Regions from separate parts of the Mus musculus genome. Here regions 1, 3 and 4 are each linked to region 2. Evidence: chromatin contacts called from public HiChIP or PLAC-seq data. All regions are on one chromosome and are shown on one strand. The core of a region is the stretch at or near the end of the contact, and the rest is flanking DNA. Distances in the headings are between cores, read along the strand shown.

Region 1 (4,199 bases), core at 1,637-4,136, 260 kb after region 2:
CCGCCTTGAGTCCCCCGTTGTCGGCAATGTTCTCCCCGAGGGTGTGTCGACCGTTCACGGGCTCCCCGTTCACGCTGTAGTTGCTGTATTGCTGCACCATGCACTCCGTCTGCTGCTTGAACGCCTCCACGGACGAGTTCTTCCACCAGGGTCGAAGGTTCCCATCCTTGTCGTACTCCCGACCTGTGGATGACGGAGGAGAGTGGTCACTCAAGGGACCCACTGATGCTCCTCTGGGGTATGTGGATGGGAGCGACTCATGGAAAATTCAAGGGCACAGAGGACCAGGGCTGGCCTTTTTAAAAAGAGATTTATTTATTTTATGTACACGAGTACACTATAGCTGTCTTCAAACATGACAGAAGAGGGCATCGGATCTCATTACAGATGGTTGTGAGCCACCATGTGGTTGCTGGGATTTGAACTCAGGACCTCTGGAAGAGCAGTCAGTGCTCTTAACAGCTGAGGCATCTCTCCAGCCCCAGGCTGGCTTTTAATACTGGGCCCTGACCCCAAGGAATAGATTCCCAGCCAGGGCTGCCAATGCCAGGACCACAGGTAGGACCCAGCCTTTTCTTCTGGGCTATGGGATCCCCCAGGCAGGAGGCAATGCGTGGGATTCTGGTAGTTAGCTAATGATGAGGCCTGACTGCCATTTCTCTGAGGAGATAAGTTTCTAGAATGGTAGAGAACTGTACACTCCCTGCCGAATACTACTGCCAACCTCTAAGCAAGAGCGCTCTCCATACTCAGGGGCTTTGGAGTAGCCCCTGACCTTTTCACTGATACATGGAATCCTCATATTCGTGGTATAGATAAGAAAAGAGAGGTGTGAACATGTGAGGAGACCGGCTGAAGCTCATTCCACCAAGCTCTGAACACTAATCCCTCTGTATGACTCTCCTTCGAAGTGAAGGGAGGAGGGGCTGGAAGCAGGCCAGTTCTATCTGAATGCGCCCCCCCCCCCAGCAACCTGTACCTTGATCATCGAAAGCGTGAGTCAGCTCGTGGCCCACTACGACACCAATGCCACCGAAGTTCAAGGCGCTGGAGAAGGAACATATAAGTGAGGGTGAAGCCAGCTATAGGACCCAAGACATAGCAGCGACCTGCAAGGGCTTCTGGGAATATGGCTCTTGGAGATAGCTGGAGGCTGGACAGAGTTAGTTACACTCAACTGTGTCCTCTGGGGGCCAGGCATGTGTCTATGTCACTCAAGAGAGTTGGGTCTTAATACTCATGAACGGACAGAGAGGGTGGGGCCACACCAGCCTCTGCCGAAGTGTCACACAGTATATATCCAGTCTGGGATTCAAATCTGGGGCCATGGCTTCCAAAGCCTGTCTTCAGGGGACACAGGCAGAATGTCTGCTCTCCAGCTCCGGGACCCTGACTCTGTGACATGCTCCTCCCACACCCTCTCTGCAGAGTTAAGAGCGGTCAGGAGGGGAGGACTGGGGCCACAAAAGCTGCTTCCCAACTCCAGGCCTTCTAGGTCTGGGCACCAATGGCTCAAGGAGACCGGCCGGTTAAACAGTCAGTTATGGGCTCTGGGCCAGACTGGATTGGGGATTGCTGAGGCTGGGGAGTGGTTGGGCTAAGACATAACCTACTTGGGTGAAGAGCGGGTATAAAATGGCGCCTGCAGTATTCCAGCTGGAAACACGATCTCGTTCTTGGTGGGCGAGTAGTAAGCGTTCACCATGGGCGGCGTCATACTCCACCTGCAAGCCACAAGCACACGTGAGCTCTCCCGCAAACCTGCTGGAAGGGGAGGGGGACGTGGCTTAGAGACCGTGGTCTGGAAGCTGGGCGTGGTACACTTTGAGAGGCAGGGGCAGGTGGATCTCTGTGAGTTTGACACCCACCCAGTCTACAGAGCCAGTTCCAGGACAGCCAGAGCTACATCATAGAGACAAACTGTCTCAAACAAACAAATGTGGCTTTTGGGAGCTGAGGGATGTGGGTCAGAGTGGAAGAGTGTTTGTCTTAAGATGTACAAAGCCCTGGGTTCAATTCCCAACACTGTGTAAAACAGATGGCAGTGCACGCTGTAATGCAGGCAAGAGGAAGCAAAGGACCAAGAGGTCAAGGTCATCGCCATCCCATCCTTACAGTCACACATCTGAGTGCCAGGCTCAAGATGCTTTTAGCAGCAGCTCTCAAATGCCGACCAAGGCTGCCCTCAAAGGTGCTCTACCAAAAACCACAGAAGCTGCCTGAAATGCTATCATTGTGGAGGCAGAGCCAGGAGGTGGTGGCACACACCTTTAATCCAGGCCCTTGGCAGGCAGAGGCAGGTGGCTCTCTGAGTTCAAGGCCAGCCTGGTCTACAGAGCGAGTTCTAGAACATCCAGCGCTACACAGAGAAACCTTGTCTTGAAAAACAAAAGCAAAGATGTGGAGACAGGAGGATCAGGAGTGCAAAGTCCTCCTCAGCTGCGTAATGAGTTCAAGGCCAACGTGGGTGACGTGAACTTGCGTTTCAACCCCCCCAACCCCCAGAAAAAAAACACCACCATCACCACCACCACCAACAACAACAAAAAACCCAAAACAGGCAGCGGGCAGGTGACTGGGGAGCAGGATCAGAGATCTGGAGCTTGCTAGCTAGACTAGTGACTCTGGGTTCAAGAAGGAGACCCTGCCTCAACAGAATGGAAGCTAATGGAGGAAGATGCTTCCATCTCCCCCTGTAAGCTCCACACACGCAAATAAGCACACATGTGCAAACAAACAAACAAAGCCAGAAAACCCCCTCTAGGAACAAGCCTCAAACCCAGACCGACAAGCCACACTCACTCTCTGAATGTCCCTGAGAGGCTCTCTAAGCCCAGCCCCCACAGCACAAGCCTCTTGCTCTGCGTCACCCGGTGGGCCTCGCCCACGAAGCGCATCAGAGTTCTTATCCTGCTTCCTTTCCAGAGTGGCTGACAAACCACAGGCATGTGCAAGCAGATACTGCACATTTTCTTGTGGATGGGTGGGGTGAGTTCACAATCTCTGGGAAAACAACTGATGTCATCTGTTACCCATGACAAGAATGTAAGGTTTCAAAATAATCTTGGGGTGGGCTGAGATGGCTCAGTGACTAAGAGCACTGGCTGCCCTTCTAGAGGACCTGGGTTCAGGTCCCAGCTGCCATAGGGCAGCTTACAATGGCCCGTAAATCCAGTCCCAGGGGATCTGATGCTCTCTTCTGGTCACCAGAGGAACTGCATGCGTGTGGTAGACATATATACATAAAATAAATACATGCGTAAAATAGGTAAAAATCCTTTTCTTTCTTTCGTTCTTCCCCCACCCCCCTGAAAAAAGAGTTTCTATCTGTTGCCCTAGGTCTTGGAAGTCCCTCTATAGATCAGGCTGGCCTGGTAACTCAAAGATTCGCCTACCTCTGCCTCCTGAGTGCTGGGATTAAAGGCATAAGCCACAACCACCCAGCTAATTTTTTTTATTATTATTATAAAAGGGATAGTAATATGTACAAGCATTAGACTATGCACAACTATTAAAGTCTTCCTCTTTCCTGCTGGGCATGGTGGAACAGACTTTTAATTCCTGCACTTGGGAGGCCAAGGTGGGCAGATCTCTGTGAGTTTGAAGCCAGCCTGGTCTACATAATGAGTTCCAGGAGAGCCAAGGCTAGGTAGAGAGACCCTGTCCCAAAAAAATCCAAAAGAAAAACCACGACCAACAAAAACCTTCCCACTTCCTAACTGGCTGTCTGTGTGAGGCTGGCTTTTCTATATATACTCTTAAGCAAACTGTTAGAGTGGATGATATAGAGGCAGACATGAGAACCCAGCTGCCTGCTAAACCAGAAATAAAGAAAGCTGAGGAGACTGGGGCTGAGCACAGTTGTAGAGAAAGGCTGATTCCACCCCCAGAGCTGGTCCTGAAAACAGTAAACCTCTGTTTTTATCAATACCTCTGTTTTTATCATCCACTCAATTATCTACCTACCGAGAAAAGATTCATGGGAGCTAGAGAGATGGCTCAGCAGTTAAGAGCACTTTTTTGTTTGTTTTCTTTTCTTTCTTGTTTTTTGTACATTTTTGGTTTGTTTGTTTTTCCAAAACTTTGGAACTCACTCTGTAGACCAGGCTGACCTCAACTCCGATCCGCCTGCCTCTGCCTCCCCAGTGCTGGGATTAGAGGCGTGCACCACCACTGCTGACTGCACTTGTTGCTCTGGC
Region 2 (4,414 bases), core at 1,082-3,581:
AGGGGGATCTTAATAGCCCAGGTTAGCCCACCTCCCCAGTGCTGGCATTACAGCTGCACACCACTCTGGAAGTGGATAGGTCATTTTTTTCTACTGAGTCACAGATACAAAACTGGGTGCCTAAAAGATAACAGGGTCAGAATGAGAGTTCAACAAATATTTGCTAAAGAATGAAAATGGTTCTTTAACCTGGCTTCATATGGTGTGGAAACCAAACTATATTTCCACTTAGGGTTTATCAAGTTCTCCTGTGGCCACAAATTTTGGGTTCTTTTTATTGAATGCGTAAATAGTAACATGACTTACTTTTGACAAAGGAGATGCCTAAATTGTTTTAATACAGGCAGTAAAAACTTGCAGAAGTAGAAAGCCCAATTCCATGGTGGTAGTTTATGCCATTAGAAAAGGCAGCCGGTCTGGGGCTACGGCATGTATTTCAAATTACTGCGTCAGCATTTTTAGCAAGAGTGTCACCATAAACTCCATGTAATATGCATCCTTTCTAATGTCACTAACAGACCAGTAAATCCCTCACACAGCTCCCAGGCTTTTCCTCACTCAGATAAAACATCGTGATTGCTAGCGACTTTCCCATTTCATTAAGTAGCATGTAGTGATATCTATCACGGCCAGGGATAGAGGCCGATCAAACACACAGCTCCACAGGGCTCCAGTTTAGACTTGCATCTGCACAGGCCTCAGTAACTTCCTAGTCAGCGTCCAGGGGTCCACCTCCTAAGTAAGTATGAAAGCTAGGGCTAAGAACCTCAATCTTAACCCTACTACATGTGTACTCTCCGGTGTCAGTTCACAGTAGCACCCCCTGCACTCACACACAGGAGGCTGAGGCAGGAGGAGCACAGAGTCCCAAGGAAGCATTAGGGAGACCACCTCAAAAACAAAATTTGAGAGCAGCTTTGAACAAATCACTCTGAAACTGAAAGCTCGTGGCAGCCTTATATGGCCTATGCTGAAGATAAAATTGAAGATAAAATAAAAATTAAAAACTTCAAACGATTTCCTAATAGCTTCTAGGCCCTTCTGGCTAAGATCAAATGCAGAATGACTCTCTAGACACATTTCACGTCTAAGATGCTTGCGTATGAGGTCCAGGTCTAATAAGACTCGTTCTCCAAAGCAACGGGCAGTCGGAGAAGGGCAGTAAAGCAGCCTGGGGGAGAAGTCATGAGCACTTCTGGCTGTGAAGGAGGGTTTAGCTCAAGGGCGTTAAGGAAAACTGCCTGCTTAAGTCTGGATCGACTCGGGCCTAGGCTTAAGACGGCTGCCACTGACAATCCTGCGCCGGCCTGGGGAGCGCGGCGGAGGCCGGGGGAGGTGTAGGCTCGCGGGGGACACAGAAGCGCAAGGCCGTCGGGGTAGCGGCGGCGGCGACAGCAGCGAAGCGACAGCGCCCAGAGGCTGAGCATCGCCCGGAGGAGCAGCGAAGACAAAGGCGGGAGCGAGCGGCTGCGCGACAGAGAGCCGTGGCGGTGACAGCGCAGGGCTAGCGGGAGTGGGGAGTAAGATGGGCGCGGGACTGCTGAGGGCGGCGGCGGAGGTACCGCGCAGAGACCACGCCGCGCTCCTGGCTGCGGGGACCCGGCGGCGACCAGCGGCGACCGGCGTGGCCTCAGCTCTGCACACTCACCACTGGGGACTCCGTAATGGCGGCCACGGCGGCGGCGGGGGCGGAGAAGCCGGGAGGGCGGGCCCGCCGCAGCCACTCACTAGTGCCGGCATCTTTCGAACCGGGCTTGAAGACAAGTTGACAGTAGGCCGAGGGGAGGAGGGCGCGGCGGAAGTCGGGCCACAGGCCTCGGAGCATGCGCAAGCCCGCAGCCAATAGGGCTCCGCGGCGCACGCCGGAGCATGCGCACTGAGACAAGCACGGAGGGGGGGTGGGCCCGACCCGAGAAGAGCTGCCCCTCCTCCCCAAGTCCAAACAAAACAAGGGCGGGAGCGCGCGCCGCGGGGCCCGAGTGGCCCGCGCGCCAGGGGCAGGGGCCGGGTGGCGGGCGCGACGCGAGAGGGCGCAGCGGCCGCGGCGGACGGACAAAAGCCGCCGGCCTTCGGTGCCCGCGTCCCGCCTCTTGCGCCCGGGCAGCGGCGTCAGCGCCCAGGCCGGTGGCCCTCCGCTACTCACTCGCGCACGGAGCTCGCGCCCACTCCCTGCGCGCCGGGTCCGGGTCCATCCCGCGTTACCTCTGAGCTCCGGCGCCCGCGTTCCCGTACGGCCTCTCGGCGTTGCCGCGGACCACCGATCGCCGACTCGCGACACCGCTGTCCTCCAGGCCGGGCACCGAGCTCTGCCGCCCCGCCCCCCTGCCCGCGGCCTCACGCGCGCGCCCCCGCGCCGGCCCCGCCCCCGCGCGCGCCCGCCAAGTGGGTCCCCGGGCGGGCGCGCAGGGGCGCGACAGGGCGCTCGTGGGGGAGGTGGGGGGGAACGGCGGACGACGGGAGGCAGAGCGTGGCTGGGAGCGCTAGCTTCCTGGCTGCGTCCTGCGTGCTCGGCGCAGTCTCTGTCTCCGACCCCGAGTCCTTCGGGTTTGGGGTTCCAGCCTCCCTTTAGCCCTGGAAGACGGTGCTAGACAACAACAGCCACTTCCTGAGTCCACAGGGAATTGGCAGTGTAGTGAGCAAGGACTGGTCATACACGGCCTGGAAGATGCGTGAGCCGGGCTGCCCCCAGCTTCTTGATTTGCATGCACAGACAGCTTCCCCACCCCCAGCACCCAAAAGAAACCACGGAATTAGAAGGGAGTCGCCTTTTATTTGGCACTTTACGTTGAGATCTGCCTATTCATGTAATGTGCACACCACCGCCTTTGAAAATTGTAGTTCTTGGGGCTGAAGAAGTAGTTTAGTTGTTAGTATGTGTCTAGTCTGAAGAAAGCCCTGGGTGCCATCGCCAGCACCTAGAGCCCAGTGTGATGACGCAGACTCAATAGGTGGCATCAAGAGGATCGAAATTTCAAGGCCATTTTGGGTAGGTAACCAACCTGAGGCCAGCTTGGAATGCACGAGAGCCTGTGTAAAGAAGGAAAAGGAAATGAAGGATTGCAGGTGTAGTTCTTCAAAGCCACTTTGGAAAAATTCAATGTACCTCAAGTAGCCGGAGTCTTGTGGGTATCGGCCTGGTACATGCATGGCACCGCAACTGCAGGTCAATCAAAGCGCTTATTACGGAAACCAATTAGACACACTTTCAGTCCTCTCCACCTGCCAGAGTGGCTGAAACTCCAAGGGTTCTAAGAAGATTAAATAAATCACCCCACCAAAAATTCCTCCCTGGTGAGCGTCTGTACTAGTGACATCACCCATTCCCCTGAACACTGGGATCATGGGCAATCTCTTCAAAGGGATTTATGGGGAGGATCTGAGAGGATTTGGAGAGGAGGGGACCTGATCAAGTATGTCATATGAAAAAAAAATTAAATATTAAAAAGGGATTTTGGTCTTTTTGAAGAATTCTGTTTTAAAACCATCTTTTAATTTTTTATATGTGTGTGTACCTGTTTGTATGTGTTCCGGGTGTGTGCAGATGTCTAAGGATTGTCTGCACTCCTGGGAATTGAGTTAGTAGGTTGTAAGCTGTCTGATGTGGGTGCTGGGAACCAAACCGAGATCCTCTACAAGAGCAAGGGACCTCAGCCACGGAGACACCTGTCCCCATCCCACTTTTATGTATTGGCATAATTGGGAACTTGCTACATTTGGTGTGTGTCCTTGTTTGAGACAGGATCTCTCTATGTAGTTTTGCCTGTTGACATTTCATCTAGGCTATGTCCCACAGTTACCTGGCAATAGCCAGGTGTGTCTAACTCACTAAAAAAGGCGCTTCTTTGCCCCCTCCTCGATCTCTTGCTCTTGCTCTGACCTCTCACCCCTTGCCCCTCCCTCTCCACATGGTCATAACCTGCCCCCCCCTCTTTCTCTGCCTTCCAACTCCCCTCCCCATGCCCTGAATAAACCCTATTCTATACACTACATCCATCTATGGCTGGTCTCTCAGGGGGAAGGGATGCCTCAGCATGGGCCCACAGAGACACCCCCTTATCTCACATTATACCTGGCCTCTATCAAACATATCCCTGGTTTCTCTATTTTTATAAAATACAACATTGCCTGGCCTGGAGCTTACTATGTAGATCAGAGTGGCCTCAAAGTCACATTTTTAAGTCCTACCTCATGCAAGATGAGCCCAATAAGAATTGAGAGACATACAGAGTTTTGCCTAAGATTTAAGAACAAACAAACAAACAAACAACTCTTATGTAGAAGAAAGCAAAATGATAGGACAAAAATTTCAAGAACATAAAACCAAGTTCTTGCCAAAACCTGAGTGTCATACGTTTCAAGAAAATACTTGGAACCTGGTACAATGGGACCATCCCTTTGATCACAGTACTCAGAA
Region 3 (4,174 bases), core at 206-2,705, 320 kb after region 2:
AGGAAGGACTCCAGCCACACGAGGACGAGGGGGAGACCTCACCGTAAACCGCAGAGGCCATCTTGGTTACCTACTCCCACCAGGTTTGAGGTTATGGATTCTTCATACCTCAGCAAAATAACCCAAGGCAGGAAGTGGGAAGCTTGGACTCAAGAGCCAAGAGGGTGAACCACATGTGCCCATGCAGACAGCTGCTCTGAGCACTGGGCTCTAGACAGGAAATGGGAAGAGACACGCAAGCTTTTATTTAGCATGGAGGTGGCCAGGCAGAGGAGAGACCTAGTCTGCTGGAGGTGGCATCCCGCCTCCAGTATCTCTCTTGCAAGCTGTTTTCTTCCTTCCTTCCTTCTTTAAAAATGATTTATGTGTTTTTATTTTACGTGTATGGCTGTGTTCCCTACATGTACAGATGTGTGTACCACATGCATGCCTGGTGATGGTAAGATGGATCCCCTCAAATTGGAGCTGTCATGTAGGTGCTGGGAGTTGAACCCATGTCTTCTAGAGGAGCAGCCAGTGCTCTTACTAACCACTGAGCCATCTCTCCAGCCTTTCTCACTGTTTCTTAAGCCCGCAGTGGGTCCCCCATTTGTGTCCTCAGGAAGTCCCCTTCAGGCCACTCTGTAGAAAGCTGGCTGGCCTGCTCTTGGTAAGGAGCTGTAACCAAGCCCTCTTACCCATGTGGGACTGGTACACTGTCCCCTCCCTGGGTCCAGACCTTCCCTTAAGCTACTCCTCTTGTCACTCCTTGTGGCTCCTCTTTTAGCAAAGCCCTAACTTCCAGGGCTGAGGCTACAGCGTCTCTTCTGCTCCAGAGCCTAGTGGCTCCTATTACTGAAGCTCCCACGCCTGGCTGGCCTGGTATCCTCGCTCGAGTCAGTGAGGATCAGTGGAAGCCTCAGCCCCCAGCCCCAACCTCACAGGACACCTAAGTTTGGATCCCTGGGCTTCTGTGTCCCCATCCACAAATGCAAAAGCACCCGTTATTGTCACGGGGCGGGGGGATGGCGGGGGGACAACCTTCTCTGGAATTAGCGATAACAAGAGAAAAGATGTTTGAGATTGGGATGGGAAAACTGAGGGCCCCCTGCCCCTTTCTGGGCATGTCTTCCAGAAACCCTTCAGGTTAGAGACAGGCCAACCAGGCGAGGTCCACGAGACCCTACAGAGCCCTGGACATGGAGCCTGGCAGATGGGCTGTGTGATCTCAGGGAAGTCTTCTTCTCTGGCTGAGCCTCCACCTCTCCCTTGTAAACAGGGATATAGGCTTTGAATGAGAGGAGAAAAACACGCGGGAGGTGCCTGGGCTTGGAGGGCAGGCCAAGGCCTGGCTCCAGCACAAGGTCTCCGGGGCTTCTGTGTTCTCCCGTTTGCACACACAGCATCGTTCAGTGCACACTCCCCCTCCCGCCTGCTCAGGGCTTCCCTGGTTGGAGCCTCTGAAAACTTCCCAGAACTGGGCTACCAGCCAGGGCTTCTTAAAGTCACCAGCCTCCCGCCGAGGGCTCAGCAGGACCTAGCCAAAGCCCATCACTCACCACAGGAGATTATCACATCACAGCCTGCAGGATGCCAGGGTGCCTGGCAGGAGCCTGGTACCAGCTCCACATCTGCCCGGGCTGGGGAGTGACTAGGACAGCACCCCCACTGTCCTGCCCTCCATCCCAGAGAGAATCCATAGGGCCAGCTCTCTGTCTTTCTTCCCTATCAGTCAGGCCAGGCAGGGGCTCCAGAGCTGCAGGACCACATCACAGCCATGAGCATGGCAGCCTCATTCCCCACACCCCGGGGTTGGGAGACATGGATAGAACTCTGGGCTGGACTGGGTCCACTCACACCCCACTCTTGGTTAAGAACATAAACTTGGGGGGCCGGGAGGAGAAGCCACGCTATGTGGAGTTCAAATTTAGCTGTGTGACCCGGAGTGAGCAGTTTAAGCATGTGGGGCCCATTCTCATACTTACAAAGTGTCAAAATAACAGTATCCACTGTCCTGGCTTGCTGGGAGGATAATCAGTTCTTTGTAAACTGTTTGGAATGTGGCCTGGTACTGCCTGAATGGACAGGCAAGTGAATGAGCGCTCACGTGCTCACGCTCTGCCGCCCAGACATCATCTTCTGCAAGCTTGCTAGCACGACCCTGCCACCAGCTGTCTGACATTGCTGCGCATGCCAAGAGCCCTTCCCACACAGGGCCTTGGGGGAGCCCTCCATCGTTGGGACCCTCAGGTTTGAAAATGACATAATCTCAACTCTAGCTGGCTTTTTGCAAGGCAGTGAGTAAACTTCTTGATGGTGTTGCCCGGATGGGGCAGAGGGATCAGGCATCAGGTAGGGTATGATCGATCCAGACCTTCTTCAGATGATGCTGTTGGGAAATGCTTTCCCTGTGCTGACACCTGCCAGCCCCTAGGAGTGCTACCCTCTCTCACCCCCACCTCCTGAGATCACACACCTTTCCCAGTAGGGGAGCCAGCCGAACTCACTGGTGCCAGCATAAGACCAGTCTCCCTGCCTGGGGTTAATGATAAAGTCCAGGGGAGAACTCAGGTCACCAGGCCTGTTCCATGTGCCCTGCTCTGTGACAGTGGAGTGGGGTCCAATACTGTGGTTGACAGCCTAACTACTAACATGGAGTGAGTTCCCAAAGGGAGAGAGTTGCTGTTGGTAGAGAAGATGGGTGGGGGTACCACACACAGCATGGGTACCCACACTAGCTCAGCTACCATCAGATCCTGCAAGTTCCTCTTGTCATCCATCCATTGCACAGCCGTCCATCAGACACCATGGCGCTGCTAGAGATGCCTCAGAGACCCATCTGCTTGCTACCAGAGCAGGGAGTGTCACAGGGTCAGGCTCTGGTCACCTCAGTGGCCCCCATGCCCAGTTCAGGAGAAAGAGCTTAGCTTGGGCTCTTCCAAGCTTTGCAGTCTCTTCTCTCCATTCCCACATACCAAGAGCATTCCAGAAACCCCACAGGACAAGAATATGGTCACGTGGAAACAGGAGATGGGCCACTGGGCCCCACTTGGAAGATGGGATCTAGGCTCAAAACAAACTCCTTCCAATGATACCCTGAAGCCCTGGGTATTCTGAGAATTGGGCTCCAGCACCCTCTAGGCCACCCCTGAGTTATCATATTGAAGCTTCCTCCCATGCAGGACATAGGACATCCATAGCTCCAGTAATAAACACATTTGCCTACTGCATACCCAGCCACACTATGGGCTTCTGAGGCGAGAAGATACCCCATCTGACTTCATGTTTTCTCACAGACACATATCATACATGTATGAGATAGGCACACAGCTCGTAGGACACCAGAAAACAAGACAGCATAGCAGACAAGTATGTAATGTACGCGGGCTACTGACAGCCTGCATTTTAAATCCTGACTCTGTCACTCGCCACCTCCAGGACTTAGATGAGTGACAGGACATTCCTGGGCCTGACTCTTGGTTTTTTAGATGTTCATTTAGGTATATACTGTTTTTAATTTTACATTTATTTAGTGTGTGGAGTGTGTGGTGTGTGTGTGTCTGTGTGTCTGTCCATCGGTCCAAGGGCTTATGACAAGCATAAGCCACCAGCTTGGGTTTTACTTGTTCTGTTTTGAGACAGGGTAGCCCAGGGTGATTGTGAACTTCTGGTCCTCCTTCCTCTTCCTCCTGAGTGCTATGATCAGATCACCAGCCCGGTGTCACCAGGCCTGTTTATGTGGTGCTGGGAATGGAGCACGGGCTTTGCCCATACAAGGCCAGCACTCTACTAAATGTGTTACATCCGCAGTCTGTGAGTGCCTTTATTAGCCATAGATAAGAATCCAGAAGAGGGCTGGTGAGATGGCTCAGTGGGTAAGAGCACCCGACTGCTCTTCCAAAGGTCCGGAGTTCAAATCCCAGCAACCACATGGTGGCTCACAACCATCTCTAACAAGATCTGACGCCCTCTTCTGGAGTGTCTGAAGACAGCTACAGTGTACTTACATATAATAAATAAATAAATCTTAAAAAAAAAAAAGAATCCAGAAGATGCTCCAACATGTAATAAAGACACATGCTCCACTATGTTCAAAGCAACCATATTTATAATAGCTAGAAGCTGGAAACAACCCAGATGTCCCTCAACAGAGGAATGGATACAGAAAATGTGGTACAGGGGCTGGAGGGATGGC
Region 4 (4,581 bases), core at 1,834-4,333, 510 kb after region 2:
CTAAGGGGAAAGCCCTAAGAGAGATGCTCATGTATGGAGGGCCACTTGCAGGACAAGGTGCTGGCTGGATCGGGTCCTGGGGCCTTCTGCATCCTCTCCGAAATGTACTGAGGGAGGTACAGCAGCAGGGAGGGGCTGGGGGCTCTGTGCGGGAATGAACGTGCAGCTGGGAGTGGGGGCAGGGAGGTGTGCACAGGCATGTGGTGTGTGTGAGTGTGTGTGTGTGTGTGTGTGTGTGTGTGTGTGTGTGTATGTGTGTGTGTGTGTATGTGTGTGTGTGTGTAGTGAGGAGCTAATACATCCAGAGATACATGGGAGAATTCACCCATGCCACATACAGGCCAGGGCTGGGAGGCAGGCTTCCTGGCTCATTAATACCTCCCGGCACCCATCTGTCCCCTCCTCCACTCTGCATGGGGTTCCTGCAGAGGAGCCTACCAGGACTCTGATGAGCTGGGTGGGTATGTACATGTGGGGATGGCCTGCTGGGGGACCCTGGGAGCCCAGAAGAGTTCATAGTTAGAGAGGAGGCAGGTGCCTAACAACTAGTCCTTCAAGGCTCTGCAGAGGGGACATCCACCTTTAGACTAGGCAGTTTGGTTCTGGGGCTCCCTGGCCCATCCTTACCTGCATCTTTTCAATCATCTCAAACAGATCTGTGTTCTGCAACAGAGACGGGAGAGCAAGGTCAGACCCGAGGGAAGCACGGCTCACTCTGTCGAGCCCGGCACGGGCTCTAACCACCCCAGCTTGCCTGATCCTCTCATGAGGTACCAAGAGGGTGCAACCAAGACTCTGTGGGAGGGGCTTTGTACAACTGACCCTCCAGAGTTTGGCCATTTGCCTACTGATGTGAGCCCAGAGCCTGGATCTCTGGCAGATGCCCCAACTCAGTTTGCTTTCTGGAAGGAGGAGGCTGTTGTTAGTCTAGGGGAAGAGATACCTTCCTCTCCCCCAATGCAATGATATCAGCTCTGAGATTGGCATATAGAGCCCCCCGAGAGCCCACCAGACCCAGCCCTAGAGCCAAGCCCTACCAGGCATGTAGGGGGGGGGGGGGTCTGTGGTTCCACTATCACCCATGACGGCAGCCAGTTCACCGATGCCCTGGTCAGACAGACAGCTCTCCCCACAAACATTGGAGGCTGGGGACTCTTTGGGGAGAGATGCTAGATTGCTATTGTCCCTTCACCTGCACATGGTCTCACATGCACCCCCTCCTGGCCCCCAATGCATAAGCCAGCCTGTCCAAGGCCAATGAGGACACACACAGGGTTAACACATCGTCTGGCAGCACGGGCCTCTCCAGCGCCAACTCCCTTCTGAGTCTTCCTGGAAGGCAGCATCCCTACCGGATGGAGGCTGGCCGATTGGGGGCCGGGCCTGGGAAGCCCCCAGAGTCTCCAGGACAGCCTTTCCTCCAGCCCTTCCAAGGTTCAACTCAGGTGGTTCCTGCTGCCCTGGAGGGGCCATCTGGGCTCACACACATGTGCTAAGGTTGTGAATCCAGGAAACATACTCTCTGTCTGTGAGACGCACACACAGGCCTCCACACCATGATTTGAACATGGCACCAGGCATACCTTTTGTGTATCAAGAAACACACACAGAGATGCATACAGAAATCCATATGGAGTCTATGCACAGTAATTCTTGGAGACATTGCCTAACACACACATACACATGTTGGTGTTCTGAGTTACACACAACACATACTCAAGTCCATGTACCTGATATTCACACTTGTGCACACACCGGTGCAGGCCTGCACCCCAGTAACTGCACACAGACACAGGCATTCTCCTGGCTGAGACCAGGAGAGCACCGGCACGTGCAGGCTCAGCCAGGTGCTCAGGGAAACAGATGCAGAGTCCCAGGCGTCACTGCCAGGATCAAAGCATGCGGTGCAACAAACCCAAGCCAGCATCCCATATTGTAGACAAGAGTTCCGAGCAAAGGAAGAGGAATCAGGCAACTGCCAGGGTTGTTAAACCCCATGGGATCCTGAGCATCACCACCCATCACCACATATGCACAGTATGAAGTCACAAAACCTAAGCCCTTGTGCATACACTCTGAAGCCTACCTACAAAACAAGATCCAACCTGTAAAGTCCACTTCAGTAGTACCCAGGAGCCCCTGAGCCATGGGCACCTGTGGCCACACCCAACACCTCTGAGATTAGAAGAGCAGATAGCAATGACAGTTTGGCAGATAGCATAGACACACACCTATTGTCCAGGAAGGACAAACACACCTGTCAACGTGACAATGTCACAACAGTGCCACCATCCTTTCAGGGTCAGCCAGATAGTCTCTGACCTAAAGAGACCCAGCAAAGGGCTGAGGAAAAGAGGAGGTCCTACTTAAGGTGACCAAACAGCCAGCCACAACGAAACACCACACATGGCTGCACCAGAATCACAACCACATAAACACTGACACATGGCACTGTCACCCAGAGTGTGCACACAGAGCATCAAGTAACACCCACAGTTACAGCCCCACAGGCAACAGCAGACGCCCTGACACATGGCAAAGGAAGGCTGGGAGTGGTGTGGCCAGAAGCCGGGCATCCCACCTGGGGAAGAGCCACCAGAGTCACCCTATGATATCGCTCCATCTGTGTGGAAAAGGCAGCAGGCAGTCCCAACAACAGTTAAACACACACCCAGTGTCACTGCAGCCCATGGCCACAGTGTCCCTACGTCTGACCCAGGGGCAGCTTTGGAAAACACTAGGGTGCTCCGTGTAGTTCGGGTGTCAGTCCAAAAACATACACACCCACCGTGACGGGGTTCAGGCACAGACTGCCAGACTCTGGGTAGTAAGGCTGACTGATGGCCCTGGGTCCCCAGTCGGCCAGGCCGCCCCTGCCAGGGTCCTCACCTGCCAGCCGGCCCCCGCCGGCAACGAGCCCCTCCGCGGACGGCCATGGGGCGCTGGGGGCCGCGGCTGCGCCATCCCGAGCCCCAGCCCCGGCGGCGCTGTAAGCCGGCCCGGCCCGGGGCCCCGTAGCCCGAGCTCTGCGCTCCTGTCCCGCCCGCCGCCGCTCTGCCTTCTCTGGGCTCACCCTGCTGCCGGGCCCGAGGGGGCGGGGCGCCAGGTGCGGGAGGCGCGGAGGAGGGGCGGGGCGGAAGGCCACCACGCCCACTCGCGGGGCGGCCGGGCAAGGGGCCCAGGACACTGCGCCTGCGCGCGGGAAGCCTCAGGCACTTCTGTGAGCAGCTGTGTCTTCCCAGACTGGAGACCCTGCCTCTGGGCTTCAAGGACAAGGTTCTTGGGACAGCTGTGCCCAGGGAATGCAGGAGTACTGGAGATGGTGCTTAAGCACTTTCTTTGCTGGACCCTTTGCGTGTCTCACCAGATCGCCATAACCAAGGAGGTACAAATGTCTTCACTAGAAAATCATATTCCAAGAGGTGCAATAGCTTTTTTTGCTAGAAAACCCCGGGATCCCTGGAAGAGTCTGAAGCTGCAGAGTCTCTGGCACCTCCATTGGCTCAGTTTACCATCTGTAAATTACAAGGCTTCTGAAACGACACCCCCCACCCCCAACTTGACCCTGAAGTCCTTGTGTCTTAGGCTGGTGCAGCCAGTCTGCAGCAGGGACAGACCCCAAGACAGATGCTGGAGAAGTCTGGATGCTCTAGGGGCAGGACTGTCCTCCAGCTAGGGGCGGGGGGCAGATCTCCTACAGCTTCCCAGAAGTGCTGTCTACTACCCTCTGTCCCCAGGGCCAGGGAGCTCCTGAAAGGAAGGCAGGCAGCACTTTCCCTGCCCTCCCAGACCTGGCCCAGGGTCAGGTTTAGACCTAGAGAGCCAGCGGGAACACCAGAGATGTGCATTCCAGACACCGAGTAGCTTTGGCTTTAATAATTAACAACAGCAAATATTGATTTATGCAACCACTTCCAGGCCTGCACACTTCCGGGTACCCAACACAATGCAGCCAGAAGAGCATCTTTTCCTACCGTGGCCCTGGGGGAGGCCAAAGCTGCTCAAATCACCGGCGATATGTAGGCCAGGTAGAGTGGATGCCGCCTGCGTATGTGTCTAGGTCCTTATCTGTGTACATGTGTGTCTCCAAGGCTAGTCGTGGCTCTACGTGACATACTGCATTGCTGTAGCATAGAAGTACCCGTGGGTAGGAAGGGGTGGGTAGGGACGCCTGGGGGGGTATTTACTTTCTATCTCCTTTATGTGTTCATGAGCAAGTCTGAATACACTATAGATATATGTACTTGTGTCTGTCTGTCTGTCTGAATGTGGTCTGGCTCCCAGGTTAGGTATAGGTAGGCCAAGTATGCACATGTATGCAGATTTTACAGTCCCTGAGTACTGCAGAGGGTAGCTCGGTGTCTATTTAAATGTGGCTCCCCAAAGAAAAGAAAATACAACCCCTGCACAGCTCTGGGGACACAGTAATACTGATTATTTCCAAAGCACTTCCAAAGGCGCTGCCCAGTGACGAGCTGGCAAGGTCAATAGAGAAGACACTCTCAGCCATGCAATGGTGACACACACCTTTAGTCCCAGAACTCAGGAGACAGAGGCAGGTAGATCTTTGTGAGTCCAAGG

The links. HiChIP or PLAC-seq counts read pairs in DNA pulled down with a chosen protein or histone mark.
Region 1: a contact with region 2 is called in an H3K27ac HiChIP or PLAC-seq map of embryonic fibroblasts, with 2.9 times the contacts expected there. The contact joins the enhancer-like site here to the promoter of Hp1bp3 in region 2. A contact is called at or near these places in 3 of 39 promoter capture datasets (embryonic stem cells, hippocampal neurons and pre-B cells), 4 of 15 datasets of contacts at CTCF or cohesin (the NIH/3T3 cell line, embryonic stem cells, large pre-B cells and 1 more), 10 of 484 Hi-C or Micro-C datasets (the C2C12 cell line, cerebral cortex, cortical neurons and 6 more), 33 of 115 datasets of contacts at active chromatin or transcription factors (the 230-238 cell line, the NIH/3T3 cell line, acute myeloid leukemia and 20 more) and 2 of 9 other capture datasets (embryonic stem cells and liver).
Region 3: a contact with region 2 is called in an HNF4G HiChIP or PLAC-seq map of pancreatic cancer cells. The contact joins the enhancer-like site here to the promoter of Hp1bp3 in region 2. A contact is called at or near these places in 3 of 39 promoter capture datasets (embryonic stem cells, hippocampal neurons and liver), 3 of 115 datasets of contacts at active chromatin or transcription factors (embryonic limb bud, embryonic stem cells and pancreatic cancer cells) and 1 of 9 other capture datasets (pancreatic islet).
Region 4: a contact with region 2 is called in an H3K27ac HiChIP or PLAC-seq map of embryonic stem cells, with 3 times the contacts expected there. The contact joins the promoter of Rap1gap here to the promoter of Hp1bp3 in region 2. A contact is called at or near these places in 4 of 39 promoter capture datasets (embryonic stem cells, liver and pre-B cells) and 5 of 115 datasets of contacts at active chromatin or transcription factors (the 230-238 cell line, embryonic forebrain, embryonic stem cells and 2 more).

Annotation. Positions count from the first base shown.
Region 1 is chr4:137,953,983-137,958,181 of GRCm38.p6, reverse strand. Ece1 (endothelin converting enzyme 1) reads right to left here. Exons shown (of 19, transcript NM_001369179.1): 15 at 1,614-1,724; 16 at 980-1,047; 17 at 1-183. Among named protein-coding and RNA genes, the nearest start is that of Eif4g3, 37 kb to the left of the region's middle. Within about 2 kb of position 2,886, at least 55 of the 459 cell types and tissues checked have an H3K27ac peak or open chromatin away from gene starts, as enhancers often do. A contact at or near this core is called in the C2C12 cell line, cerebral cortex, cortical neurons and 4 more, where this site is marked.
Region 2 is chr4:138,214,529-138,218,942 of GRCm38.p6, reverse strand. Hp1bp3 (heterochromatin protein 1, binding protein 3) reads right to left here and starts at 2,331. Exons shown (of 13, transcript NM_010470.3): 1 at 2,203-2,331.
Region 3 is chr4:137,894,697-137,898,870 of GRCm38.p6, reverse strand. All of the region lies in intron 1 of Ece1 (endothelin converting enzyme 1), which reads right to left. Among named protein-coding and RNA genes, the nearest start is that of Gm52683, 12 kb to the left of the region's middle. Within about 2 kb of position 1,455, at least 139 of the 459 cell types and tissues checked have an H3K27ac peak or open chromatin away from gene starts, as enhancers often do. A contact at or near this core is called in hippocampal neurons and pancreatic cancer cells, where this site is marked.
Region 4 is chr4:137,705,969-137,710,549 of GRCm38.p6, reverse strand. It overlaps Rap1gap (Rap1 GTPase-activating protein), which reads right to left and starts at 3,083. Exons shown (of 24, transcript NM_001379234.1): 1 at 2,890-3,083; 2 at 628-663. The coding sequence starts at 2,964. Rap1gapos (RAP1 GTPase activating protein, opposite strand) reads left to right here and starts at 3,944. Exons shown (of 2, transcript NR_138594.1): 1 at 3,944-4,028.